2 separate regions of the Zea mays genome follow, and region 1 is linked to region 2. The links are chromatin contacts, called in public Hi-C maps. All regions are on one chromosome and are shown on one strand. The core of a region is the stretch at or near the end of the contact, and the rest is flanking DNA. Distances in the headings are between cores, read along the strand shown.

What was found. A called contact is a pair of places that touch in the nucleus more often than the background predicts.
Region 1: a Hi-C map of leaf shows a contact between it and region 2, with 7 times the contacts expected there. The contact joins the promoter of LOC100502201 here to the promoter of LOC100284270 in region 2. A contact is called at or near these places in 4 of 25 Hi-C or Micro-C datasets (endosperm, leaf and tassel).

The regions. Positions count from the first base shown.
Region 1 is chr5:61,317,579-61,321,228 of Zm-B73-REFERENCE-NAM-5.0, reverse strand. It overlaps LOC100502201 (60S ribosomal protein L30-2), which reads left to right and starts at 1,693. Exons shown (of 5, transcript NM_001196678.1): 1 at 1,693-1,774; 2 at 1,986-2,091; 3 at 3,637-3,650. The coding sequence starts at 1,754. LOC111589380 (small nucleolar RNA Z103) reads left to right here and starts at 2,856; the gene lies at 2,856-2,951. LOC111589381 (small nucleolar RNA Z103) reads left to right here and starts at 2,673; the gene lies at 2,673-2,768.
Region 2 is chr5:61,188,390-61,192,155 of Zm-B73-REFERENCE-NAM-5.0, reverse strand. It overlaps LOC100284270, which reads right to left and starts at 2,274. Exons shown (of 8, transcript NM_001412795.1): 1 at 1,917-2,274; 2 at 1,509-1,813; 3 at 1,337-1,409; 4 at 922-1,032; 5 at 623-797; 6 at 423-547; 7 at 164-224. The coding sequence starts at 2,117.

The sequences.
Region 1 (3,650 bases), core at 444-2,943, 130 kb before region 2:
ATCTTCATGCAAAGATAGGCTGGATGAAGGATTGCTTCGAAGGCATTGAGAGTACCACGACCAATGATTGCATTGTAAGGGTATTCCATATCAACAATATCAAATACAACTTGTTCAGTCCTTGTGTTGTTAATGAATCCGAAGGTTATTGACATTGTGATTTTTCCAAGTGCTACGATCTGCCTTCCTCCGAAGCCACAAAGGGGATGTGTGGCATCATGAATTTTATCCTCGAGCTCTTGCATCTGTCTGAAGGCCTTAGCAAATATGATATCAGCTGCGCTGCTTGTATCAACCAAAACATTATGGACCAGGAATCCTTTGATCACATAAGAGATAACCATAGCATCATTGTGTGGGTAATCCTTGAGTTGGAGATCCTCTTGAGAGAAGGTAATTGGAATGTGAGACCATCTTGACTTGATGAAGGGTCCTTGCACCCCAACGTGCTATACCCTTCTCTGTGCTTCCTTCTTCTGCTTCTTGTTGGCTGGCTCTGAGCATGAACCGCCTGTTATCGGGAGTACCAGCTTCGGAGCCGAAGCAGCTCCAGCTTGATCGTTGAACGAAGCCATCAGCTCAAAAAAGTGGAAGTGAGTTCACCGGAGGTGGGCGCCAATGTTGGGGACTTGTTCTCAAATGCTATGAATTAAGAATAAGGCAACATAAAATGTTAAAATATCAGTGCCCTTCGTCCGCTGAAGCATTATTTCCCCAAGGATATACTTCGGACGAAGGTTATAATGGCAGAACTACGAAAGTTATACTTTCGTAATTGAACTCACAAAGATAATATAAAATAACGTAAGACATAAAGCATTAAAGACAAGTAAATTGAAAATAAATAACATCATTTATATACTATATAAATTTAAGATGTTCAAACGTAATATTTAGACACATTTATACCTCTTCCTTGACAAAGTATAATTTCCGAGTGATGCGATTGCAATTGCAGGAATGCGTGAACAGTAAAGGAATATTGTTCACTATTTATAGGCACAGGACACAGCCCGTGAGGAATTACAATCGTACCCCTCATAAAAGTTTACAACAATGACTCGGACTCTTGTGGACTAAAAGGTCATTCTATCTTTAAGTCGGTTTGTAATTCCGAAGCTTCACGAAATGACACCTTCGACATCACGTATGAGCAGCTTCAGCCGAAGTTGTTTCTTTCTGCAGGACCTTCGACGACAAAGCATGGTCCCAACAACGCTCGAGGCCATCGAGGTGACTGGCGAGAAAGAAGCTCTATGAGGTTATTTACATCAAGAACCTCATAGCACGAATATGGCCATTCATGGACCACATCGTCGTTCATGCTGATGATAATATATGAGTTATTCGTTTTTATGTAATCGTTATTCACAAACTTTTTTATCAAATAATTTACATACCATCACAACCCATGAGCATTGTAGTAGGGCATATTTACAACATGGTACGTAGTCTCACGTTTTTTTCTGCCACAAAAAATAGAAATAACTATTTTTGAAGTCAAAGAGATTTTTTTTTCTGGCCACAAAAATCAAAGTTCATACTCCGCGTCTGGGCGTCTGCCGTCTGGGCTCAAAGAACTCGTAAGCCCCATTCTATCCTATACAAAGCCCACATCAGTAACCCCTAGGGTTCCTTGTACTCTATAAATAACCAAACCCTAGCTCTCCAGCCTTCCGCCCCGCAGTCATCCCCGAGAAGAGCCGCCGCCGCGCAAAGCCGCTTCGACGCCGTCACTCATCGGGGCGCAACCATGGTGGCCGCAAAGAAGACGGTAACGATCACATCTGCTGCCCTCTCACATCTACCCCCGTATCTCGAGTTCTCGACTACAAGCCCACGTTTCTCCCACCTTTTCCGTCGATCTGCTGCCGTCTTCTGGGCGGCAACATGTCTTGCTGCTGCATTCCAAGTATTCATGTTTCCAGTCTTGCAATTTATGTTCTAAGCTCTGTTTTTCGTTTTTCGTTGTTGGTTTTGTGCAGAAGAAGTCCACGGACAACATCAACAACAAGCTTCAGCTTGTGATGAAGAGCGGCAAGTACACGCTCGGCTACAAGACTGTCCTCAGGACCCTCAGGAATTCTAAGTGTAAGGAAGCTCACACTTTATATTCTGTCTCATGCGTAAGGCTACTTAGCTCTTGATTAACGGGTTAGGTAGTCAAATCGGTGCATATGGATGTCTGCCTATGTTACAATACCGTAGATTGATCCCGTGGATGTTCAATCCGTGCCTATGGACGTGTTCATGTAGCTGTTTTTTTACTGCTCACAGTGGGAGTATTAGGATTATGCAGGGGAAAAATCAAGTGAAGTGAACATTTTTAGATGTCAAGATGGAAATACGACATTGAAAGAAGGAGAATAGGGCTCATGACCTCAGCCACTATGAACTTTGTGGCTGCATGGACGCCCACCGAAATATTCTCTGGACAACGTATTTTTATCTACGTCACTGAATGTTTGTTCACTCTATACTTAATGTTATCAGTGGAAGGTCAGATGATAGACAGTGAACATACTGGGCGCTATAATTTCTCATCTGAGAAAACCAAGCCATAATTTTAATCATCCGTTTATGATAAAATATTTCTGAATTCCATGTGGTGTTTTTTTGTTGCCTCTTTTTGTGCCTTTTCTGTTATCTTAACTGTGTTGCTGCACACTTATGAGGATATGATGACCCTTTCCCCAGATGATCGACAGTGAACATATTGAGTGCCATAATTTCTCTTTTGAGAAAACCAAGCCAGAATTCTGATCCTCCATTTTTGCATAAAATGTATTTCTGAATTTTATGTAGTGCTTATTTGTAGCCTCGTTTTGTGTTTTTTAACTATGTTGCACACTTATGAGGATATGATGACCCTTTCCCCAGATGATCGACAATGAACATACTGAGCGCTATAATTTCTCATCTGAGAAAACCAAGCCAGAATTCTGATCCTCTGTTTGTTTTGCTGTTTTGCTTTATTTGTTGTGTATCTTAATTTCTGAATTTATCTCAAGCCTGTACATAAAGTTTGTTGTCATTGCTTGCTCTTTTTAGGTTACTATTTATTTCAAACAGTTATTTTATGTGACTGACATTTGAGTTCTGCGTTGAAAACTGATTACCAATGGATGTATTTATATGGCCATTGTGTATGAGTCAACGCCATAATAATCCTCTCCCTGTTTTGTGCGTATATGGTACCTGTGCATGATATCACTGGTTGAGCATGAGTGGGGGATATCTTCTTTCAGATTTATATTTTGTTTGCTTTATAGTGTTTTTTGTGGATTATGTTATGTACAATTGTTTTGAGTATGTCCCATCTAGTATAGTATTTTAAACGTGTAACTTTATTTGTTTGTTGTGTTCTGGGAACACGGATACAATCTCACCCCCTCAGTGTCAAAATCCTTTTTAAGTATTGTACCACGTTCCCGTTTCTTGACCCCATCTATCCGGTAACTTGGTTACTAAGGTCTGACTCCTTTTCTTTGCCTAACTGTTCATTCGACATGATAATAACTTCTTTAAAATTAGATGTGAGTGCACAAAACTATAATTTCTGCCTTAGACTCTACACAATATCATTTGTTATATAGCATGCTTGTAATATGCCTAAATCAATGTATTGATTTTCAGCAAAGCTAGTGATC
Region 2 (3,766 bases), core at 1,025-3,524:
ACAAGAATGTGAGGGCATGAGATTGCTGATGGGTCACCTCATTCCTCAAACCAAACAAACCCTTTATCCGTAGTTTTCCATTAATTCTACGAGGTTAGAATTAAAAACGAAACAAATGAAGAAATATTTCTTTCTTAATTTCAAACAAGAAAACTCGGCTCACCGTAACGTCCAGATCCCATGAATGGCTCTGCTTCATCCACTACACCAGCCTGTTGCAGATCCTGAAACTTACCAAATGTTAGCTACAAGGGCAAAACAGACACAGAAACCTGGTAGAATTTGCTAATACACTAGTGACATGGCAATTGAGTGCATAGTGCAGGCTATGGTTGATTTTCCCTAGCAGAGACTCGACTTGAAACCGTGTACATGCACATCAAAGGAAAAAAGAAAATCAAGAAACTTTGTAAAGAACTTACGGTATCATCAGCATCCCATTCATCATCAGGACACAGCCACCTCTCAAAGCAGTGGCCAGATATCGTACAAAGAAGCAGCCCACTAGATTGGTCCAAGACAAATTCACGACAAGCGTCATCACAAACTGAAAGCAAAAGTAACCAAGACATTTTATGCATGATCTAATTACACATAAACAGATAGAGGAAATATGTACTACCGTGGACACGACCAGTCTTCTCACAAATGTAAGCATCACCAATCTGGGTGTACGAGCATGTATTTCCAGAACAAGAGTGCCCCTTGACAGCTTCATCAGTAAGCCCCCGGCTGTTTTTCCAACTAGATACCTGGTCAGCTACTGTCTTATCAAGCATAACCTTGTCGTCGTTGACCTTCAAAATCCATATGAAGAGCACTTGAAGTTTCATCAACACAACACAATTTTGTTGGAGTGAAGGGAGACTACAAGATGGACATGTGACAGAGATTAAACAAGAGTCTGAATTTAGTAATTACTTCTGACGGACGGGGAGCTTGACTCCTTTTTGCAGCCTGCATCTGAATATAGTACTCCTTGAACTCTGTAGGAGTATTCCTCACAAATTCAACCATATCCTCTCTATCTCTCTGGAGATTAAACACAACAAAAAAACGACATTAGCAGCAGTTCATTAATACAACAGTAGCACCAAACAAAAATATTGCACAACAATACTACTATTTTGTTCTGCTGAGCATGGCGTAAAAATGGAAACTTTGCACTTCAACGACCTGCACCTAGTGCCCAAATTGGTTCACATTTACAGCATGTAACTAGACCATATCCAAATCACCTGTGAGCACTAAAACTAACTAAAAATGTCATTTAAAATCTCCCTGAGACCCTGACTACCTCGAATTAGAAGCAGTGATGATGAGCGGATGAATTTACCTGTATGTAGAGGTTCTTCCAAGCGCACTCCCTGAATTTGGCATTGGAGGCCAGTCCCCACCTCATGCAGTACCTGGAAAAAACATCGGAAAGGCATGCAATATGTAAGTCTCGATCGAGTTGCGCCACATTTGGCAACGAATCGATACTGCAGCCTCCCCAGCCAACTTACAGGCGGCGCCAGAGGGTCTCGTCGGACGCGGCAGCATTCATGAAGCGGCAGACTAGAGCGCAGGAGATGAGGTCCTCCGAGGAGAGGAACTTGAAGATCTGCAGGAACAGCTCAGGGGGGACGTTGCTGAACAAGCCCGTGTCGATCTGAGGCGCCACGGCTTTCCCTTTCGCCTGCCTCCTCTTCTCCTCCCTCCTCGCCCTCTTCGTCTGCTCCCCCTCGCTGCCGCTGCAGCCATCCCCGTCCGATCCTGAACCCTGCTTCCGCTTATTCTTCGCAGCATCACCTTCCTCCTTCTGCTGCCGCTGCTCCTGCCGCGGCAACCAATTCGATTGCTGTCAGAAACCCGATTCCCAGCCATGAGAAAAGATTCGGTTCGAAGGGAGAGAAGAGACAGAGAGCGCTCACGTCAATAGGATCCTCGTCGCTGGATCCGGAGAGGATCTCCGACTCAAGGAAGCTGGCGAGGCCGTCGACGTCCTCCTCCTCTTCCTCGTCGCCTCCGCTGATGGGTTCTCCTCCACCTCCCTCCTCCGTATCTAAGGGCCCGTCGTCGGGGAAAGCGTCGTCCTCCAGAACTGCTTCGTTGTCTCCCTGCACGTCGGCCATCCTCCTCCACCGCTCCGACACCACCGACGGATCGCCTCACCGGCACCGCCCTTGCCCTAGCGGAGAGGAAGATATCGGTCGGTGCGGTTGGAGAGAAGGACGCGTGATCCACCAGAACACCGGCGATGGGCCGAATCTCTAGGCCGGCCCTTGGCGCAAGGATCTGGGCCGTATCATCTTATTTGTTCTAAACGTCATTAGTCATTTAGTCTTATAGGCCTGTCTTACTTTTCAGTTGGGCCATGATCGTAGCTGCTAATTCATCTTTTAGTCTAAAAAAGAGAGAGAAAAACTATATTTGTAGCATGTTTGGTTCGAGGAATGAGTTGGTTCATCATCTTCTTACTCCTCATTTTTTTACTAGGTGGATGCCCGTGCGTTGCAACGGGAAGATAAAATACCATGATAACTCATGTACAAATGTGTTATAATATTATAGGAAAAGATTTCGTAATTTATTTGTGATCCTACCCATACATTAATATACAAAAACACTAATTATTATTCTATATTTTTGTTAGTATCACTAAAAGTAGATGTTTACATACCTTAAAAGATATAGGTGTATATTCGTCTGTTGCTATGGAATCAATATGATAAGATACATTGATATGCAAAAATATACTAATTATTATTCTATACTTTTGTTAGCATCACTAAAAGTAGATGTTTTCATATCTTAAAAGATATAGTAAGGTACGTGCCAGAGTAAGTCACTTTTTAAGGAATATACTCTGACATCATGAACTTAGAAAACTTAGCAATCCACCACCTACTGCTTGTCTCTCTAGAAGAGGTAGTCAGCTCCCCTTCCTTCAAATACATGGAATGCTTGGTGTGATTTGAGTACACGGAATGACAATTTCTACAATCAGAAGCCGCTAACTGCATACAAGCAAAACAAAAGGAATAATTCCATTTCACATTGAATCAGAGATTAGAAGTTGGAGCACAACTCGTTTGTCAGTTTTTTTGCCGAAGCCCGACGAAAATTACAAACAGGAAATGGATAGAGCAAGAAAAGGAGTGCTCCAAATTAATGACATCTAAGTAAAAGGCATCAACCTTTTCCTTTCTGCTTCTATGTACCCTAAATAAACAACCTAAAACCTAAAACTTAACCCCCCTAACTCTGCTCGTGTCAGCTGCTATAGGTTTCCCTATAATGTGCCATCTATCAGCCTCTCAATATCAGACTCACAGAATGGTTCTAGAATCTTGAATTCAATCTACAAGTACTCTCTCAGAACCCACATGTTCAAAAACTGAAAACATTGTGTTATTAGTGTATCAAAAATGAGTATATGAGTGGCATTATCTGGGGTTGGGAGGTGAGGAGAACCAGAAATGGTTTCTTCGGATGCGCTTCTTTTTTTTCTGATTTAGGAGAAGCACATCCTATTGAAGTTAAACAGAAGAGAAATGCATACCATTATTAAAATGCCAGAAGTTAAATAGAAGGGCAATGGATACCTATATATACACACACACGCCCCTTATTAAGCTACGATGCAATATGTTTAAGCATGAAATTAGCATTGATTAGGGATGAACAAACCTCATGCAAAATAGAGATACAGATGAATTAGGTTACCAGACGAGTACAATGGTTCTTTTGTTGTATATTATCTGTAGCAATATCATAGTGA